Regions from separate parts of the Mus musculus genome. Here all the other regions are linked to region 4. A link is a contact called in public HiChIP or PLAC-seq and promoter capture Hi-C data. All regions are on one chromosome and are shown on one strand. The core of a region is the stretch at or near the end of the contact, and the rest is flanking DNA. Distances in the headings are between cores, read along the strand shown.

What was found. Promoter capture Hi-C pulls out the DNA fragments that hold promoters and counts their contacts. HiChIP or PLAC-seq counts read pairs in DNA pulled down with a chosen protein or histone mark.
Region 1: a contact with region 4 is called in a promoter capture Hi-C map of liver, with 2.4 times the contacts expected there. The contact joins the promoter of Npr2 here to the promoter of Nans in region 4. A contact is called at or near these places in 2 of 39 promoter capture datasets (liver and pre-B cells).
Region 2: a contact with region 4 is called in a promoter capture Hi-C map of pre-B cells, with 2.1 times the contacts expected there. The contact joins the promoter of Fam221b here to the promoter of Nans in region 4. A contact is called at or near these places in 1 of 39 promoter capture datasets (pre-B cells) and 2 of 115 datasets of contacts at active chromatin or transcription factors (astrocytes and embryonic forebrain).
Region 3: an H3K27ac HiChIP or PLAC-seq map of thymic regulatory T cells shows a contact between it and region 4, with 6 times the contacts expected there. The contact joins the enhancer-like site here to the promoter of Nans in region 4. A contact is called at or near these places in 3 of 39 promoter capture datasets (hippocampal neurons, liver and pre-B cells) and 1 of 115 datasets of contacts at active chromatin or transcription factors (thymic regulatory T cells).

The regions. Positions count from the first base shown.
Region 1 is chr4:43,630,514-43,633,213 of GRCm38.p6, reverse strand. Npr2 (natriuretic peptide receptor 2) reads right to left here and starts at 1,279. Exons shown (of 22, transcript NM_173788.4): 1 at 363-1,279. The coding sequence starts at 1,029.
Region 2 is chr4:43,667,458-43,670,254 of GRCm38.p6, reverse strand. It overlaps Fam221b (family with sequence similarity 221, member B), which reads left to right and starts at 1,396. Exons shown (of 7, transcript NM_175517.3): 1 at 1,396-1,661. It overlaps Tmem8b (transmembrane protein 8B), which reads right to left and starts at 948. Exons shown (of 13, transcript NM_001368840.1): 1 at 221-948. The coding sequence starts at 749.
Region 3 is chr4:44,158,653-44,161,352 of GRCm38.p6, reverse strand. All of the region lies in intron 2 of Rnf38 (ring finger protein 38), which reads left to right. Among named protein-coding and RNA genes, the nearest start is that of Mir5106, 61 kb to the left of the region's middle. Within about 2 kb of position 1,317, at least 26 of the 459 cell types and tissues checked have an H3K27ac peak or open chromatin away from gene starts, as enhancers often do. A contact at or near this core is called in thymic regulatory T cells, where this site is marked.
Region 4 is chr4:46,488,036-46,490,735 of GRCm38.p6, reverse strand. It overlaps Nans (N-acetylneuraminic acid synthase (sialic acid synthase)), which reads right to left and starts at 1,407. Exons shown (of 6, transcript NM_053179.3): 1 at 1,246-1,407. The coding sequence starts at 1,377.

The DNA of each region.
Region 1 (2,700 bases), core at 30-2,529, 2.9 Mb after region 4:
TGCTCACAATTTTTGTGTGAGCCTTACCTGCTTTCCCAATCAAACCTGAACCCATAGAGTCATCTCTATGCTACCAAGAGGCTTTGTGTTCCAATCTAAGGGGTCTCTGCTCACAGACAGGTGCACATTTCAGATCAGACATCACCCACATCCACTACTCAAACCCCAGCCCCAGGCTCAGCCTTGCTGACCTCTGACTGATGCCAGGTTCTCTCAGGAGCTCTGTCCTCAAAAGTTCCTCCATCCCAACCATCACATAGAACTCTCCCCTTCCTATCTCTGCCTATTTCTCTGTGTTGCACTGCTCCAGGGACATAGCGGCCCACCTCCCCTGTTTCTAAAACAGCCCGGGCCACACTTACTGCGCCCGTTGGCTCTGATGAAGTGGGTGGCTTGCTCAGGGCCACCTGGCTCTCGGGCATACACCTGGTGCTGCACACTGAGGTTGCTGCCCTGCAGGGCCTCAAAGACGCCCTCGATGGTGAAGTAGTGGGGCCGGTCATCTGTGCGAGCATCCAGATACAGCAAAGCAGCCCGAGCTGTCCAATTGAAGTGCCCGTGCAATGTCACTACAAACTCACCCAGCTTGGGCGCAGAGGGGCCAGTGCGAACCAGGGTACGATAATGCTCATTCTTAGCTGCAAAGCCAGAGGCCACTGCCCCCGCAGTCAGGAGGGGAAGGCGCCAGTGTGAGGCAAAGCGAGCCACAGAGGCAGCGGGGTACACACAACCGGGGCCCAACAGAAGGTCGGGGTCATGGTACAGCTTGAGGTCCACAGCGCGCAGTGGTGCCAGGTACTCAGAGCAGGCGCCGTCTAGTTCGGAGCTGACAAACCGCAGGTCCACGGGCAGTGCCCGGCCCAGTGCCTCCACAGCCAGTGCCACAGCAGGACCCACCCGTGGCCAGGCCCAGGCATAGCTCAGGTTGTGTTCTGGCAGCACCACCGCCAGCGTCAGGTTCCGTGCCCCCGGAGGACGCACCCCACCTGCCAGGGCTGCCACCACCAGCAGCAGGGATGGCAGTGCCATGGGGATAGAGCAGCTGACCCACGGTCCCCCGAACCAGGGGCCGCTCTGGCCTACTGGGCAGGCACAAGCGCCACCCAGCCTGGAGCCTGGGGAAGAGGGCCAGGAAGAGAAGTGGGGGCAAGCTTAGTCGGCCCGGATACAGAAAGTGCTGGGGACCACGCAAGAAGAGGATGGGGGGAAACCTGGGTCGGGAAGGAGTGGGCTACCAGCCCACAGCCAGGTCCAGGGACTAAGGATAGGGTGGCAGAAGGAAGAAGAGACCAAGGGGGCCTGCGACCGGGATGAGGACAGTGAGAGGTGAAGTAGCCTGACAATTCCAAGCCGAGAAGGGAGGAATCTGAGCCTGGGATGGGGTAGGGACTTGGGGGAGGCTGGCACAAAGAAACGGCCCGGGGACACCTCACAGCTGATCGGGCCGGGAGAGCAAAGAGCTGCGAGAAGCCAGAGCCCCGGGCTGAGGTGGGAGGGCGCCCGCCGCGGAAGGACTGGGACATGGGCAGGCAGGGAGCGAAGCGAGGCCTGGGCCAGAGGGGAGGGAAAGGCAGGGGTGACTCTCCCAGTGACGGCTTCTCCCGAAGCTCCTGCCTGGACTAACGGGCCCGGGCGCTGGTCCCATCCGGAGCTGCGGCGGCCCCGCCCGTGTCCCCCGCTCCTCTCCGCTCCGCTTCTCCCGGGCCCGGCGGCCTGCGCTGCCCGCCGCTGCCTCCCGCCCCCCGCCTGGGCCCCCGCGCGCGCCGCTCGCTCGTCCAGGTCAGGTCGCCTCGGCCCGGCGCGTCTCCGCTCGCTGCGCCCGCGGCGGCGGCCGAGTGTGACTTCCCCGGCAGGCCGCCCGACCCCGCCCCTCCCCCTCCCCTCCCCGCCCGGCCCCACCCTCCGGCTGCTGCTGCCACCCCCACCCCTGCCTGGCGCCCAGGGACCTCCCAGTCCCCAAACCACCCGGTGAGCGCCCCAGGGGCTCAGCACCCCGGGCCTCTAGGCCAGCGAGGTTCATGGGCGTCCCCATACTGTAAGGGCCTTCCTCTGCTTCCCCCAAGCCCCTTGTGCACAGGACTGCTCCCATCTCACTCATGCCTGCCTTCTTCCCTTGACACCCCACTTTTCTTAGAGTCCATTCACTCAATCAGATTTCCGCAGATGCTCCAGTCTCCAGGAAACTGTCAGAAATCCCCAATCACTGGGTATCCATTTATTCCTGGGTAGGGAAAACTCTACCCATCTCCTCAACGCCAGAGTGCTTTTCCTCAGGCAGGAGGAAGTCAGACCCTCATGGCACCAAAGGACTCCATTCTTCTCGGATCTTTATGGAGTCCACGAGTCCTCCTCTTCCTGGGGACTCAACTCTCCACTCTGTTTCTGTCTCCACGGTCGTTCTGCTCTTATGCCTATTGGATCCATCAGCCATCTGTTCCCAGGGCCTTGTCCTTTTGTCTTCCTGAGCCACACTTGGTGGGAGCTTATGGACTGACTAAGCCTAACAGGCCTCAGCAATTAAAGTTCATTGTACCCCCACCTAGGGATCCACCTCACTCCTAAAATTCCAGGCTAGAAAGTTCATCCAGGTACCCCTTATCTGGAGTGCTGACCCCATCTGGAAGAACAGCTTGTGAGAGATGACATCATTGCAAAGGGAACAGCTATGGCACCTTGGGGAGTTCTCAAATTATCAAAAAG
Region 2 (2,797 bases), core at 147-2,646, 2.8 Mb after region 4:
TTAGCAACCTGCTGAACTACCTGAGAGTCCCTGCCTCACCACTCTTAAAGGCTGCAAATCCATCTCTTGTGTAAGCCCCCTTCTTGCTCTTCCCCTCCAACACACACACATTTCTTCCCCCAGTGACCGAGCTCACCAAGTCCCACCTCTCCCGACTCTTTCCAAGCTATCCCTCCCTGGAACCCCATCCGGTCTCAATCCTTTCCGCTTCTCCACTCACCAGCCCCTGGACCAAGGACAGAAAACAGCAACAGCAGCAATAGGGCTGGTGGCAGCTGGAGCCCAGACCTGAGTCGAGGCTGGGAGAGGGGTAGAGTATGAGAGAGGCGGGGACCCAGTGGAAGAGACTTGGGCAAACATAGAGATGGGGGCAAAGACTGGGCTTTTTTTGGGTGGCGCTGAACTGAGCACCGGGGCTCAAACAAGGGCAGAAGGTGTGATGGAAGGAGTGGGTGTGATGGAGATTGAAGCAAGGGCTGTGGCTGGGCCAGGGGCTTAAGCAAACGCGGGGAATGGGACAGGGTCAGATGCTGGGCTGGGAATTGTGACAAGGGGTGGAACAAGGGCCGAGGCGGAGATAGCGGCCAGGCTGGGGGCAGGGACCGGGGTTGAAGCGGGGACCTGGACCTGGACATTCGCTGGGACACCGGCCGGGGCCTGGACAGGTTTGGGAAGCGGGGCGAGGGCGTGGCCGGAGGCCAAGGCTGAAATTGGGATAGGATGAGGGGCCGGGACAAGGGCTGGGCCATGGCCCGGGGCGGGGGCGGGGCCGGCCAGGCCAGCACGGGACGCTCGTAGAGCTGACCCGCGGCTCCGCTCCCCACCCCCGGGGGGTGGCCTCTGGCGTCCTCGCGGGCTCGGGGCTGGGGCCGGGGCCGGGGCCGGGGCCGGGACCTGGGGAGGAGTTCAGGCCTGGGCGACTCCGGGCTGCGCTGAACCGGCGTTAACCAGGCCCCGCGGCGGCCGCGGCGTGACGCTCGCCTGACGCTCCGCCCCGCGCCCCATGCGATTGGCCGCTCTCAGCAAAGCCCGCCCCTACCCAATTCTATTGGCCTCTAACTGAAGCCTGCTGCGCTGCCTACCTTAGAGCCTCTGTCTCAAGCCTCACCGCCCGGCCCTGGGTCACCTCTCAGGTCCACATCTCCCAGTGAACGCGGCTCACATACTGTACAGAAACCTTCCAGAAATTCACAAAACCAGGCTCCTCTCGGGCCGTGTTCCTCCCATTCCTAGGTCTGCACAGCCTACAGAGAGACTCACTCAACTCTGATCCCAACTAGATCCAAAGCAGCCCTCTCAGGAAACCTCACCCACGCCCGGAGATGACGAGAAGACTTCTGTTGCCCTGGAGACTACTTGGCATTTCTGTTGCCCTGGGGATCGAAGCCTGTCCTGGGTTCTAGAGCGCATCCTTCATTGGCCCTGGACCTCTCTTCTTCCTTCCCTTTACTGCCTTTATCAACTGGGGCCAGAGTCCCTTTGCTAAGGTCTGCAGGTGCCTACGCCTTCCCAAACAAACTTAACAAGGCCTCTCAGTTAGCACCTACAGCCTGGCTCATCAACAGCAAAACCATTCCGTAGGTCAGAATCAATACTTCCCCCTCCAACCCAGGTAAAGATCCTGACCTAAGGACTTGGGATCACCAAGCCCAAGCAGAGAGGTAGGTAGTTTTTCAAACAGCCCTCCACCCCAGCCCTTTACCCTGCCACTTTTCCTAATACCATCTGTCCTTCCCCGCTCGTCCTCTACTTTTTGTCCGCGTTCTCACCCACTTTCTCGTCATCCTCCCTCTGCCCCTTTGCTAGTTTGCCCTGTAGAAAGACCCCAGGGAAAGTAATTACTTTTTTAAAAAACAAACCTTTAATTTTATTTTATGTGTATGGGTGTGTTTGCCTGCGTGTATATTTGTACACCACATGAGTACAGTGTCTGTGGAGGCTGGAAGAGAGGGTCAGAGCCCTTGGGACTAGAATTACGGGCGGTCGTGAGCAGCCATGTTGAGAATTAAACCCAGGTCTTCTGCTGAGAGATCGCTCTAATGAGCTTAAGATGCAATATCTCAAGGTAGCTAATACTGTCTCTGAGACACGGGACACACTACAGATCAGAGAAACACGTGAATCCTTAAGTAGCTCTTACAAATGATGATAGACTTGTACAGATGACAGGGTCTGTGTTGGAAGCCCGAGTGGTGGCACTGGCCTGTAATTTCAGTACCTGGGAAGTAGAGGCAGGAGAATTATTGCCAGTTTAAAGCCAGCTTGGTCCAAATTCTAGGCCAGCCAGGCCTATAGTGAGACCCTGTCTCAAAATACCAAGGGTTTTTGGGTGTAGCTCCATGATAGAGCACTTGCCAGCATATAAAAGCCTCCAGTTCATTCCTTAGCACCTGAAAGGGTCTGAGGTGGTGACAACAGACCTTGCCAGTCAGGGCCAAGAAACTTGGATGTCATCCATTAGGCTGGTTCAGAAGGTTGTGTGTGTTCAAAAGGTCTTGCTGGAGGAGGAAAGAGCTTCCCTCCTGGATCTTTCTAGGGTGAATCTAGCACCCTCCCTCTTCACAGCATCCTGGAGACAAGCCATCCATTCTGCTCCTGTGTGCTGCATTGCCTCTCAAGCTCATCTGGTCCCAGATGCATACATGGTGCCTGAGTAAAGTGTTAGTTTGGGATGTTTATAAAATATGTCCTAAGTGTAAGGTTGAGTGGGTGGATATGCAGAGGTGGTAGTGGAGAGCCAATGGTACTGTACCGCCAGGCAGAAGATAATGAGGACATGAACAAATTGAAGGGAGCA
Region 3 (2,700 bases), core at 68-2,567, 2.3 Mb after region 4:
GTACTAATTAGAAGAAGGAACAGCTCATTTGGAGAGAGGTTTTTGTGACATTCCTTGCTGAATGAAGATCAAGAATGGCAAATATACGTCTTATCTCTTTTGGGTTGGTTTTATTGTTTTGAGAAAGGACTTACTATGTGAGGCTGGCCTAGAGTTCTTAGCAGTCCTCTGCTTAGGAGGGCTCTGGTCAGAGGCACAAGCCACTTGCACGGCTGTGCTGTGCTGGGAATCAAATCTACCTTTTATTTTCTTATTAATTCAGTTATGTTCCAGTATTTCCTGCTTTATAGTGCGTGAATATCATACTGTTGGTTGCTTGCATCCATTCTGTCCTCCCCTTTTCACGCTTATTTAATAGGGTGGCACACATTTAAACCATGACATGTGGAGGTCATAAGACAAACTTTGGGGAGTAAATTCTCTTTCTCTACCCACTATGTGGGTTTCAGGAATCTAATCCAGGCCATCAGAGTTGGTGGCAAGCCCTTTTACCTACTGAGCCATCTTGTTGACCGTCGCTTTTTAATTAAAATAAGGTCTTTGGGATTTTTATTTTTTAATCCTTATAGCTTAGTTCCTTAACATGTATATATCTCTTAGCTTTTAGAAAACAGTAAATATTCTTCACTGTTCTTCACATACTCATAAGTGTAAAGAGTGCACATTATGTTTGCAATACAGAGATAAACTATAGTTTATATCCAAAATATACTGTGTAGTAAACTAACAAATATTCCTCTTTATTAACCTCTGAGGGGTGGTAGTAGGTCTTTGGCAGTATTTTTGTTCTTACCATGTTTATGAGGTTTATGCCACATTGACAACAAAGTTACAGATGGGTCAGAGATGATCAAAGCATGGCAGTACTACAGCATTCACTTTATGATGTCCTTAAATTCCTCTCTAGCATCTCTTTTACTATCTGCCATTCTGAGAGCTGTGTTTTCTTTTTTTTTTTTTAAGATTTATTTATTATTATATGTAAGTACACCGTAGCTGTCTTCAGACACACCAGAAGAGGGAGTCAGATCTTGTTATGGATGGTTGTGAGCCACCACGTGGTTGCTGAGATTTGAACTCTGGACCTTCGGAAGAGCAGTCGGGTGCTCTTACCCACTGAGCCATCTCACCAGCCCCGAGCTGTGTTTTCTTACTCTCCTGCTCCCGTCCGGCTCTCAGAGCAGAGCACTCCGTGTCAGTGTCATCAGAAACTTACTTAACAGCGATTGATTTGGTTCTTTTTCTTTCCTTTCCACCTTCCCCTCCTTTTTTTGCTAGCATATGCCTGTTAGAAGGTAGGAAACCACGCCCTTTTTTTGTTTAGTGCCTGTTACCAAGGAGACCCTTAGATCTAAGACTGAGGGAAAAAACTGTAAAAGCACACGGTGTTAAGCACGTTTTATTTTATCTTATTTTTTTTGTATGTGTGAGCATAAACAAGTCTTTAAACTTGGAGTCCCCAAGGAAAATTTCACTGTCACAACATAGTGAAGAGTGTTGTTCATGGTTTTAAATTGCTACAGACTTACACAAATGTAAGGAGATTTAAACTACAGTCCAGATTTTTACGTTACAGTTGTTTACTTTCAGACTTAGGAGTTTGTCTTCATTTCCTTAGCAGAGCCTTTAGTTTTGTGTTGTTTCCTTTATTTGGCCTTTTGTTACTGTTTGAGGATTTTCATTTGCTTTTCTTTTTTTTTTTTTTTTTTTTAAATCTTGAGACAAGATCATGATTTCTAGCCCAGGTTAGCTTAGAACTTGGGATGTTCTTGCCTCAGCCTCCCTAGTACTGAATAGATGTAGCTAAAGTTTATTGGATAGACTGGACAGGCCATCCTCAGTTAAACGTAACATTTGTACATGAAGTACACACAGTCTTTCAGCTGATAGTATAGAACTTTTACCATAAGTATTGTCAAGTCTTTTTTCACCAAGGTCACTAAAAGTACATTGAGAAAAAAATACAGTGTAGGTAAACATTCATCACTCCACTTAAGTGTTTTACCTCAGGTCTTAGCCTGAAGTCTGGTCTTTAGAGGTTACTATTCCTAGGTATTTGGGGAACAGGGACTTGAGCTCCCCAAGCTGTGATATTTTTTATCTCAAACCTTTTTGTATGAGAAGCTCCATTGCTAGAGACCGTTCGTGCAGCCTGTATTTTGTGTTTAAAGTTCCTCTTGCCCTGCCCCGTCTGCTGACAGAACTATCACACTCGAAACCTCAGCTCTCCTTCATAGGCTTGTTCTCCATGTCAGTATGGCCAGCATGAACTATCCTTTTCTTCTCCCTCTTTTTCCCAGATATCTCCCGGGGCCAATTCAGCACCTCTACCTGGCCATCCTAACAAGGTGATTTGTGAAAGGGTGAGACTTCAGAGCCTGTTCCCTCTTCTCCCAAGTGATCAGAACACTACCATTCAAGAGGATGCTCACTTCAAAGCTTTCTTCCAGGTTCTTATATGTTTACCCTTTCCCTACACAGGGCTGAAAGTCACAGATACATTCTAGCTTGTTTCTAGGAAGGCTTAAACAAGCTTGTGAGTATCCTCTTACTTTCTGTTGTATGTGGAAATTAGTACTCTTCTCAGAGACTTCTTGAAGGTAACTCTGAGCTTTTCTGAAGAATCTTCTCTTGAGCTACTGTTCATTATTTTGCCACTTAATACTCTGTTTTTTAAAAAAAAAAATCTTTTATGTCTTA
Region 4 (2,700 bases), core at 158-2,657:
CTGTGAGCAGCCATGTGGGTGCTGGGAACTGAACTCAGGTCCTTTGGAAAAGAAGCCAATGCTCTTAACCACTGAGCCATCTTTCCAGCCCCAGGAACTGCTGAATGTAATGACCCATGCCTACACTCTCGACACTTGGGAGACTATGACAGGAAAACGGGTCCAAGCTTGAGAGCCTAGCCTAGTCTACAGAGTAAATTCCAAGCCAATCTACATTACAGAGTGAGACTCTTGTCTCCAAAAACAATAATAACAATCAATTAAAAAGATAACAAACCAAAAAAAGAAAAAAGAAAAAAGAAATCACAGGGTAGACTTTATGAAAGCTGAGGGTTAGGGTCACAATGACGAACAGGACGGTTTCTCTTCAAAGATTCATTCAAAACAAAGAAAGGATTAAAAGAAAGTATGACAAGTCCTGAGTGAAGGCTAGCACCTGTAATCCCAGTACTTGGAAGCCTGAAGCAAAATATCTGAGGGATAGCCTGGGATACATGATGACTCCCAGTCTAGCCCAGGTTAGAGTAAGTCCCTGTTTTAAAAGGACTAGAAGCAAAACACCGTGAGACCTAGGGCTGCGGGCTGTAGCTGGAGAAGCCATCCCTGTCGTTCGGACTGAACGTGTGGAAACTTACTAAGAGAAGTGGGTGGGCGTGTAGTCACAAGCATCTCAGCAGCTGTAGTTAGTGGTCACCCAAGGAGCCCTGGACTAATTATTGTGCTTTTCACTCCTTCCCTTCACGGATGCTCATCCCAGCTCCATGAAGCCGGGTTTTCAAATCAGGCAGCTTAGTCCCTAACCCGATCTGCACTTTTTACCGGTTAGTAATCCAAACACTGGGACTGAGAAAAACCACACCAACTTCCAAGGACTGTAGACAAATATCACACGGGAGGATCTCTGGGGTGGCATATGACAAGCAGGAAGGGGCTGGGTCCCTAAGATTCTGGTTAGGTAGGAAGCCACGGAGCAGGCCAGGCAAGGGTAGGAGCTGATCTAAACAGAAAGAAGATCGGTTGGGAGGGCGAGCAAGAGCAGCTGTTAGACGGAGTTGGGGAGCCGAGGCAAGAGAGACGCGGAGCACAGGACCAGAAGGCAATCGCGGCCGCGCTCTCCCAAGCCCCTCCGTGAATTCTCCCGGGCCCCTCCGTTAGCCTGCCCCCCGCCCGGGTTCCCTGCAAACTCCTCCGTCAACCTTCCTGGGCTCCTCCGCTACTTACTCCTCCACGGGCCCCGCCCCTCACCTTGGCAGTGCGGATCATGCGCTTGGCCACATCTATGTCTCCTTGGTGGTTCTGGCCGATCTCCGCGATGATGAAGCACGGGTGCTTTCCACCCACCCAGCGCCCGGGACACAGCTCCAGTTCCAGCGGCATGGTGCATTACCCGCGCCTGCTTGCTGCCCCGGGCGTTTCCGCACCCGCCGCGCAGGCCCGCAGGTCTCAGCCCCGCCACGTCAGCCGGCGGCTGTCGCGCAGCCAATCCGCGGGCCCCGTCTCGCTCGACAGCCAATCGGAGCCTTACCTCTGCAGAGAGCGGGGAGAAAAGCAAGCCCCGCCCCTCCAGCGCTGCCTACGCCTCTAGACACAATTTGGTCTACTTTATGGCTAGATAGAAGAACAAGGAGAGAGTGCAGCCCATGAAGCAGTCAGGAAAGTAGGTGTTCTAGAGTTCGAATCCCATGGTTGCGGATTCTGAGACAGAACAGAAAGACGAGGAAATCTTGCGAGCATAAGACAGAGAGGAGCGCTCACCCAAGAATCTGCGTGATGTCTTTTGTCAACAGACTAACAGGAATTTCCACGCAGCCGCTAACAACTAACTGTAGTCTGCAGTTTTCTAGAAATCTCATGAAAAATCACGTTAGAGGGAAAGGGCAGACACCAAATGCCTCAGGAAACCCTAGTGGCTCCTGGTTTTGCCATATCAGGTTATACCCCATCCAAGGCATCTCTGGAGCCACCTCACTTTCCAAGAGAGTGAAGGAAATGGGTGGTGGTGGGGAATCTTAGTAACCTTGTGAGATGCAACTTGAGAAGCACTAAAATGGTATTTGTGGCTAACATTAAGACAGTTATGACTCTCTGGTCTTCTCAAGCATTGTTTACATTCTTCCCTGAAACAGAAGTATCATATAGAATTGTAAGACAGTATATAGAAATCTTTGAAGCCGGGCATAGTGGCACACGCCTTTAATCCCAGCACTCGAGAGGCAGAGGCAGGCAGATTTCTGAGTTCGAGGCCAGCCTGGTCTACAAAGTGAGTTCCAGGACAGCCAGGGCTATACAGAGAAACCCTGTCTCGAAAAAAACAAAAGCAAAAACAACAAAAAAAGAAATCTTTGATTGCAAAAATTGGTATGGTATTTAATTTGTTTAATTTGTTTTTATGTATATGGTTTGTTTTGTGCACCACATGTGTGCCTGGTACCTGAAGAACTGAGAAGAGGGAATCATAGTCCCTGGAATTGGAGTACAGACGATTGTGAGCCACCAAGTGGATGCTGAGAACTGAGCCCAGGTCCTCTGGAAGAGCAGCCAATGAGCCTTATCGCTGAACCATGCATGCCTCCAGTCCACAGTGCAGTACATTTTAGACAGCCATAGCTGTTTCTACTATATGAGAGGCATTAGCCTCAGGGAGTTTCACTAATTTGGCCAAAGTCATCCTGAACTCTAGAGCGGGGCTCAGACTGCGGC